Regions from separate parts of the Mus musculus genome. Here region 1 is linked to region 2. The links are chromatin contacts, called in public HiChIP or PLAC-seq maps. All regions are on one chromosome and are shown on one strand. Each heading gives the region's core, a stretch centred on a gene start, on an enhancer-like site or on the middle of the called end of the contact. The rest is flanking DNA. Distances are from core to core; before and after follow the strand shown. Region 1 overlaps Vav2 (vav 2 oncogene). Region 2 overlaps Col5a1 (collagen, type V, alpha 1).

Region 1 (4,710 bases), core at 212-2,711, 610 kb after region 2:
AAGGAGACCTTGAAGAAGATTAGCGAGTTCCAGTGCTCCATAGAAAACCTGGTAAGCCGTGGCTGCCTGCGAAGCCTGCCGGGAGTAGGAGGGAGGTCGGGCAGTATCAGCCTTCATCCAGTTCTACCTACTGTGCGGATGAGGTCATCCACGTGTAGGGCTCAGGAGATGGATGTCCTATTGACAGCCTGGCTCTCTTTCTCCCTTCCCAGCCTGAACCCCAGGCTGTGGCGACCAGAGGCAGGACGCTTCGTCTGCTCTGTGGCCCTCCTGTTTCCCTGTCCTCAGGGTGGGCAGTGGGCAGGGTTCGGCTTGGGGGTGGGGCCACGGTCATCTCAACCTGAGAGCTGGCCCTCAGCTTGCCCCTTGTCTAGGAATCAGACTGGGGGCTGTCAGTCAGGGTTGGCCCTCTCTCAGGCATACTCCGGGGAGAAGAGATGAGCTGTTCCTGGACTCAGCCCTGCTTGGCCCCATGTTGGGTCTAGGTCTCTCTGTGTTGGGGTGTTCTGCAATAGGAGACCTTAAGCACGCCCTTGCCCCCACCCATCGGATGCTAATAGCGCCCTCAACCCCAAGTGATGACTGCTCCTCCAAATGCCGTCTGATTCCCAGAGTCATTTTGATATTGAACCATTGATTTTTTTCCCCGCTCAAACATCCCCTCTTCTTGGAGATTTTCCTGGAGAGCTTGGCGAAGTAGAAACCTGGAAGCCCGATATCTAGGCTGGCATACCCATCTTCATCTCCAGAGGAACCCTCTACAGAGCTGGCTGGCTCATCAGAGGGCAAGGAGAACTGCCAAGCAGTGTCTGATGAGTGCTCTGTCTACATGTGTGCTTGCACGCCAGAAGAGGGCGTCAGACCCGGGACAGATGGTTGTGAGCCACCATGTGGTTGCTGGGAATCAAACTCAGAGCCTCTTAACCGCTGGGCCATCTCTCCAGCCCATTCTTATGTGTCATGAGTGTGACCTGAAGCATGAACATTTGTGGGGTTCAGACCATTTGCCAGTCATCCCTGCTTTCTGATCACTGCACAGTTAACACACTGCTTTTGAACACAGGGGAGTTTGCTTTGGTGTTGTGAGTCATGTTTGCTCTTTAAATGACAAGGAATGGGATGTGAGTGTGGTTTAGTTGGCAGAGTGCTTGCCTTTCATGCACAGGGCCCTGAGTAAACTGGACTCAGGGGCACTAACTGTAATCCAGCATCGGGGGCAGGGGAGGAGGAAGGCGGAGGCAGGAGGATCAGCGTTGTCTTTGGCCACACAGCATCCAGGCCAGTGTGGGATACTCCAGGCCCTATCTCACAAAGAACGGTGATCCATGGATCTCGGTGTTTCTGGTATATGACAGCCAAGCTGCATGCAGTCTTGGTGCTGTCTCTAGGAGAAGGCACCTGGATTTATATGTCCTGTGTGATGGGGACAAAGGGGCATAGCAGAGTCCCCGAGCAGATGTGAATCATGCTCTGTGTCAGGCCAAGGCCAGCCTCTGTCATACTGAAGTCAGACCTAGGAGTTTTCACAGAGTACAGGGACCAGGCCTCCAGGCCCATGTGACCACCCACAGGCATAGCCACTTCCCCTGGAACCCGACCTCTGCCTTCTCCTGAATAGACTTGTCCCTTGAAGAGGATACAGAGGACAGTGGAAAGGCAGATCTCTCTGTATTAAACAGAACAGAGAGGCACAGTCCAAGCAGAAGCGGAAATGGAGACTTGATGGCCAGTGGTGGCGGGGCTGGGCATAGATTGCTTTCTGTGGAGGATGAACCCGGCTGGACCCCGCCTGTGGTTGCCGCTCAGTCCAGTGGTGCTGCTTGCTTGCTTTATTTGCTCTCTTAGGGCTGGACCTCTGGCTTTTCCTACAGCTCCGGGTTCCACACAAGGGCCGCCTGTGAGCATGACCAGACCATCAATTGCCCTTTGTTCCCAGGGCTCAAGGGAGTCCCCATTGTGGCCCCCTGAGAGGGGACAGGCTTGGCTCATTCATGGGCTACCCAGTCACCGTAGGCACATTTTCCTAGATCACACCTGGGTCTTTCTGTCCTGCCCTGGGCATGCCTACTTTTCTCCCTGTCTAGCAATGCAGAGGTTGTCCACCCTTGGACTAACAGTCCTTGCCTTTCCAGCAAGTGAAGCTGGAGGAATTTGGGAGGCCAAAGATTGACGGGGAGCTTAAAGTCCGGTCCATAGTCAACCACACCAAGCAAGACAGGTGAGTGGGGTGATGTTCGGCACCCCATCCCCCTTTAGCCTGGGGACCCCACTCCTAGGAGGCCTGAGACAGACCCTCCTGTGGGAAGAAGGACAGCAAGGCAGGCGCCATGCAGCTGTTTAAATCACTTCCTTTCCTCTCTCCACAATTCCTCTGTGTCTGTCACACAGCAATAGCCACAAAAGGGCACTGCCCTGCCTGTGGTGGGCTGTGAGCTGGCCTGGGAGTCGAAGCTGGGACACAGAGAGGTCTGGCCTCTGGGGAGCTCCTTGCCCAGTGGGAGTAGATAGGCAGGTGTGGGCGGAGTCAGGACAAGTCAGCCGTCTAGGAAACGTCACAACAGACTTGGGTTCTGGGGGCACAGAGGAGAGAATTGGTAGTGGCCTTTGAATAGTGCTCCAAGGGAGATAAAGACAGAGGGCCGAGGATCTTCTGCATGAAGGTGGCATTCAGGACGACTTTATGGGAGCAGTGGCTTCCTGACCGAGAGTCATTGTGCCATGTGGACCTGACAGAAAGGAGGGTCTCACCTTGGAGAGAGGGCAGCCTGTACAAGCCTTGGCCCTCTTGGTTTAACACACTGGCTGTGGTCTCAGGGACAGGAGTCAGGCAGGGATATAGGCTCTTCACACAGAGCATGGCTGTCCTGACACTGGGTGCCCTATGTGGCCAGGTACCTGTTCCTATTTGACAAGGTGGTCATCGTGTGCAAGAGGAAGGGCTACAGCTATGAGCTGAAGGAGGTCATTGAGCTGCTCTTCCACAAGATGACCGATGACCCGATGCACAACAAGGACATCAAGAAGGTGGGTCTGGGTCTGGAGAGGGGCCAGGTGCAGGGTCCTAACCCCAGGGCCAGCACATCAGGTGTCCCCTGCTGGCCTCCCTTTGTCATTATGACTGGCTGGTAGTTCCCATGGTGGGTCATAGGCATCCTTAAGACTCTAGCTTCCTAGAAGCAGAAGGGAGGTCATGCTTAGGGTACCAGTAAGAGCCTCGTTCCCAGCCTTGACTTTTTAGTCTCAGTGGACCTGACTAGTTCTTCATTGTCTGTTGTAACAGCTCCATTCTTGCTCTGTCTCTTTTGCTGGGGGCTGGCTTGTGGTTTGTCAGGCTCTGAAAGCCAGTGGACTAGGACTGCTGGAAAAGGGGCTGTGGGTTCTAGGGGGTAGGGCTGTAGCTGTAGGGGGTGGGGCTGTAGGGGTGGGGCTATGGGTACTGAGGCTATGGCTGTGGCTGTGAGGGGGTGGGAAACACAGTCTTGCTTCTGAGTACACCACCTTGTGTGTGTGTGTGGCCCTATGCTGGGTTGGGAACAAGAGCCAGTGGCTAAAGGCTCTGACCTTCTGTAAGTCCCCATATAGGACCAAACACAAGCTCTTCCTAACCCTGGTGTCTGAAGCAGGAGACAGTGACCAAGGCTAATTTCCAAGCTCCAAGACTTCTTATGAAGCCTTGGGAGACCACCTAGAGTGTTTGATGTGTTCTTACCGTCCTGGGCTCTCAGCCTGCCCAGGCTGCAATGTGGCCTGGCCAAGCCTCTTAATGACCTGTCTCCCTTTCCTTCCCTCTTCATGCTTCCTAGTCTCATGGGAAGATGGTAAGCCCCTGGTGCTCTCCCCCTGCCCCAGTGCTGCCCCGAGCTGCCCTTTCCAGACTTGTGGGTCTGGGAAGATCAGGCTCGTGGCCCTCCTCCTCCTCCTTCCTCTACATCTCAGTCAAGAAAGTGACACATATTTGTGGCAAAAGACTCTCGATTTGTAGGTGTGACCTGGAAGCCAGCCTGCTCTCCTTCCTGGGAGGTAAAGATCAGAGGTCACTGAGCAATGGCAGGCGAGGCTTCGTGATCTCTGCCCTGCAAATCCGTCCTCCTCACTCCCTCCTTCCTCTTCCCCATGTTCCTCTCTCTATCTCTCTCTCCCTCCCTCATCCCTCCACTTCTAACAGACTAAGCTACACTTTACCTGGCATCATTCGGAAGCCCTTTTCTCAAGCCTGTATATTTGGCAGGCCAGTAGGTCAGGCCTGGCTGCTGGGTTGCTCAGTTTGGTCAGACTCTCAACCATCTGACCCCAGCCTTTGTTTTTCCTGTTGTTTTAAACTCAGGAATTGTTTTTTAACCCAGGAAGTGAAAGTGAGTGGGCGGGGCTATGGGCTGCTCTTGGGCTGGTTCCTGGGTACCACTCCTGAGGAGTCTCAGGGACAGCAAGGATTTGGGTTGAAGTGCCCCGCGAAGGGGTGGAAAAAGAGTAGGAAGGATATCCTGATAAAGGGTGGGCCCTGAGCTTGGGCTGCCACATCTATGCACATACACACATAGTAGGCTTCCTACATACATAAAAGTGCACACAGCAGGGTCCCTGCATACCTACTCACATGCATGGGCACAGTAGGACACATAATGCACACACAACAGTATGCACACACACATGCATGCATATGAGCCCAACAGGATCTCTGCTTGCATACATGCATATATGCATGTGCACACA
Region 2 (4,560 bases), core at 1,739-4,238:
GTGTGCCAATTACAGGTGCATAGAGCTCACTGCATTACACTTCAGGAAAGAGGTTTCCTTAAGGACTCCTTGGCAAAGCCACACACAGTGCCTTGGACATTGCCGGTGCCCATAGAGGTGCTGCTGAGCTGAATTCTGGGGCTTAGCCGAGCAGGCAGGGCATTTAGTAGGTATACAGCATTCTCAGGAACGCGGCAGACAAGGTTCTCCTATGGCTAATAGTTCTGGACTTGAGTCACAGAACAGGCTCTGGTTTGAACCTGTGGCCCAACAGAGACACGATGAACAATAGTTTGGGAGATCAGCAGCAGGCTCCTACCCAAGCAGGCAGCTGTGTGTACCCATCCCTTGAAGAGCTCAGAACTGAGGCCAGGGATGAGATCAGAGACGAGGCAAAGCCACAGAGCTGTGAGGGTGAGAGTGGAGAGGGCCAAGAATAATCCCTGCCAGGGAAGCTACTCAGCCATCAACACCATGTCTGCATCAACTCCTACCCAAGGATGTGGGGAGGAGCGCACTCATGAACCACTGAGGGATATAGGAGGGGGCCCACAAATGGGGTTCAAATTTGAGAGTCAATGGGTAGAGAACTCTGTGAATCAGGAAAGGGAAAACAGAAACCAGCTTCTCTGGCACCTACAGATGGAGGGTGTCCCTGGACCAGTACAAATGTCCAAATGGAAAGGAAGGTGATGGCCGAACAGGCATGAACCAGGCAGGGTGTGAGAGCATCCCAGCACTCACTCTGACGTAGGCTGGGGTAGAGCTGCATAGGAGGTAGAGTGGGATGCCAAGACCGGGTGGCGTGGCTCTGTCCTGGCTGCAGCATCACTCAAGAAGCCAGACCAGGAAACAGTTTTATAAGTGACTGGAAAGAGGTCGGACTGCCTCTCAGCCAAGGAATTTATCTGCTGGCCATGATATTGACCAGGCGTGAGCAGTCAGGCAGAAAGAGCACACGGCAGGGGCCTGGTGTCTTAGCCCCGGGAGGGAGGCTGGGAGCATGCCTGTGTCTAAAGTGAGGAGACCTTTATAATCTCACTTCCCACACTCAAAGTTGTAGATAATAGGAACTGTTCAAGGGAAGGGCCCAAACAGAAAGAAGCAGCCAGAGAGAGTGGGTAGCAGCAGGCTGTATTTAAATCATTGCAAAACACGGCTGGGAGTTTTTATAGGGTGAAATGGTAGATCCTGGAATCAGATGAGCTGGGGCTAAAAGCAGCATCTGAGGAATGAATACTGAGAGATGGCAGGCTTGGCTGGTCAGCAGAGAGCTGCAGGGAAGGCAGAGATCCCAGGAGAGTGTCAACCCAACCTCAGGCTGGCTCCTCGTGGGCACAGTCACCTGGAAAGTTCTTCCAGGGGCAGGGTAGCAACCACATGGGGTGAAGGGGACACAGAAATTAAGTCAAAGCTTGGAACACAGCTCAGTTGGCGAGCGCTTGCCTAAAATGTACAAAGCCCATAGTTCAGTCTCTGGTACTGCATAAAATTACAACAGCACATAGCTATACTCACAACCCTTGGGATGTGGAAGTAAAAGGGTTGGAAGTTCAAGGTCATCTTTGGCTACATAGTTAAGTCTGAGGCTGGCCTAGGGTTATTAAAAAAAAAAAGCAGGTAAAAATTACCTCATCCCCACAAGGAGACAAGACATGCTTAGCTATGTGCAGGGCCACAGGGCTCTCTGGAGACATCACACATATTACGCTAGAGTGCAGATGCCCATCACCATGGCCAGCTTCAAGTCTGTTATTTTCCTAGGCATCACTGAAAGGCCCAGGGTGGTTCCAATCACCATGGGAATTGTGATGCGCAACTCTGGGTCTGGACCTCTGTCTGAAGAGGGGACGGTGCAGTGGGAGCTCACACCAGATATTCTGATCCACCACACATTGGTGGGCAGTCCCTAGGTGTGCCTGGAAAACACTGGGCACCCCATCCCTGCAGATATCAGGACACCTAGCCCGAGAGCCCAGCTCTCCAGTGTTCAGATTACCTTGCCAGGACTACCGCGGCCTGCCCCAGAATGGCACGGACAGCGTGGACCAGGGCTCCCCTGGTTTCCCAGCACCAACTGCTACTCCAGAATGGCTATACTCTTGTTCAGCAGACACCCTGGAGTCTGCAAATTACTTTCAGCTAGTCCCAGAAAGGATTCACTAGGCATGCCCCCATGCTGGTCCACTATGAGATACAGCAGACTACAGCCCTGTCTGGTTCTTTATGGCCTCAACTCTGCCTCCTTAGATCCACACCGCAAGCCTATGAAGGATGGGGCATCATCCTGGATGAGGACTCCACCGAGTCACACTGGCTACCCAAGCCACACCCAATTTTAAAAGGCAAGAAGCCCTGAGGTGCAATACCACCCTCAGCCTCTAGGTGATGCTTTCTCTTCCCCACTACAGCCAGAGAGACCTGAGTTCCAGGTCTCTGCCCCTCCACAGACCTAGGCCACCTTCTGCTACTGTGTGCTGAGAACTCTGGTCCACTGAGTGACCAAAGTGTCTAAGATCACAAGTACACCAGGGGGTCAGGTAGTTGGTCTAGACAGCAAGCACCAGTTATAGGATCAGAGCCCCGTGAGGCACACTAAGACAGCCAGGTCACCAGACATTGTTCTCAGAGTTTTTAATTTTCTTCTCCAAAGGCTCATGATTTAACTGTGGGCTACACCGCACTTAACTTCTCTGGCCACCTTGAGCTTACTGCTAAGCTGTGGCAGCTTGATTCTTGGACCCTCTAACTGATGACTCAACCCCCCACCCGCATCCACCGGGCTTATCGGGAGGGGAAGGGCCGCGGGGGGCAGGCCCAGGAACCCATCCACTCTTGCCATTCATGTTTGGCTTTCCCAGAGCATCCCCCACACTCATTTCATCAGCTGCCAACTGAGATGGAACAGACAGCCCCTACCTGGCCATAATCCCCACTATCTGACCTTCTTCCCACTAAAATGGAAAAAACGTGACTCAGACTCCTAAACAAACAGGCTCCTCACAGCTGGATGCTGTGGAGAGCAAACCCACAGAGGTCTCCAAAGATAGATCACACGGAGCAGAACCCAGGAATCCAGGGCTGTGGGCTTCAGGAAGCCCAGGGAGACAGGAACCTGAACCCCAGCCCCGATGACCACACACACTCACACAGGAACACTCATTCTGCCACTCTCTCCACACCCTCTCATTAGTCCCTGCCACAGGGATGGAGACCCCTCCCCAAAGAAAAGGGGGAAATGCCTTCAGTGGAGATGAAAATGTTATCTTCAATCAGCCTTCTCTACTGGCCCTGACACCCAGCCTGAATGTCACCCCTCAGGCTGACAGTCATTCCTAGAGCACAGATATTGTCTTAAGAGCTTAAGATCTGTCTTTGCCAGTTGCAGAGCTTCAGTGGGCCTTGGTCTTCTCACCTGTGAAATGGGGAGATGGTGGGGGTGGTGATGTCTCATGTCTTAGAGCCAAGCTCTTTAAACCACAGGTTGTATCACCTCATGGGCCACATGACAATATGGAGGGGTGTCATGAAACAGCTTGGCAACAGCAACAAGTGTCTCAATGAGCACTGACCAAAAATTATTTTCAAATCAAATGTACCATGAATCTGAGGTTTCTCTGGCAAGTGGCCACCTATGGTGAATTGTGTGACCCCACTACGACCTTGGATGCGGACACAGGTGCTCACTACATACGCCTCAGCTTGGAGCCCAGACTGCTGCACCTCGGGAAACCAATGCTTCATCTACATGTAATGTCTCCTGCTCTTAAAGAAGCATAATGATTTCATCACAAACAAACGACACAAGCTTTCATATTTCCCCACCATCATCCCTCAGGAGCAAGCATCAAATTAGCATATCTTTGAATTTTATTATGCCACTATGTTTGATTTTTCAAAAGTTGTCATTTGAGCTGCTGATCTGAGCATGAAAACAAAATGATTTCTGTTTGTGAAAACAAAAAATCATTAAATGAATTTTGGCTTGGGATTAGGGTGAAATTTCCAACAATTTATCAAATGGCCCCAAACCCATCTCTGCCCACTTGTACTATGCATTTGTACGAGGCTGAATTCTCAGCACTGACGATCATAAAATCAAGACATTGAGCATCTCTGAAAAACACGGAGACCACTATACATCTGACCATGGCAATATTCAGCCAAGATTTAATCTTTATATAAAGATAAATACATGTACCTATTTAATTAGCACCCAAACTTGCTTTTATCTTTAAAAGATGGCATAATAGGTATAGCAAAGAACTGTTTTAAAATAAACTTCCTCACACTAATCAGTAAATGTTTGGTTTGTGCGCCTATTTTACATATCTGTAGAGCCAGGGTCACATGAAAAGGGGGTTCAAGCAGGACACATTTAGAGCCCTGGCTTAGAAGATGCCATTAGGATAGACTAGGTAGGGAAACACTTGGGTAAGTGGGAGGAGGGTGGGGAGAGGAGTGGGGAGGAAGGTGGAGAGGAAGAGGGGGAGAAGGGGTGGGGAGGAACAGGAAGAGGAGACTGAGAAGGGAAGAGAGGAGGGGGAAGTGGAGGGGAAG

The links. HiChIP or PLAC-seq counts read pairs in DNA pulled down with a chosen protein or histone mark.
Region 1: a FOXA1 HiChIP or PLAC-seq map of pancreatic cancer cells shows a contact between it and region 2. The contact joins two enhancer-like sites. A contact is called at or near these places in 2 of 115 datasets of contacts at active chromatin or transcription factors (astrocytes and pancreatic cancer cells).

What each region holds. Positions count from the first base shown.
Region 1 is chr2:27,283,947-27,288,656 of GRCm38.p6, reverse strand. Vav2 (vav 2 oncogene) reads left to right here. Exons shown (of 28, transcript NM_009500.2): 12 at 1-51; 13 at 2,133-2,218; 14 at 2,892-3,024. Among named protein-coding and RNA genes, the nearest start is that of Sardh, 39 kb to the right of the region's middle. Within about 2 kb of position 1,461, at least 29 of the 459 cell types and tissues checked have an H3K27ac peak or open chromatin away from gene starts, as enhancers often do. A contact at or near this core is called in pancreatic cancer cells, where this site is marked.
Region 2 is chr2:27,897,924-27,902,483 of GRCm38.p6, reverse strand. All of the region lies in intron 1 of Col5a1 (collagen, type V, alpha 1), which reads right to left. Among named protein-coding and RNA genes, the nearest start is that of Col5a1, 14 kb to the right of the region's middle. Within about 2 kb of position 2,988, at least 9 of the 459 cell types and tissues checked have an H3K27ac peak or open chromatin away from gene starts, as enhancers often do. A contact at or near this core is called in pancreatic cancer cells, where this site is marked.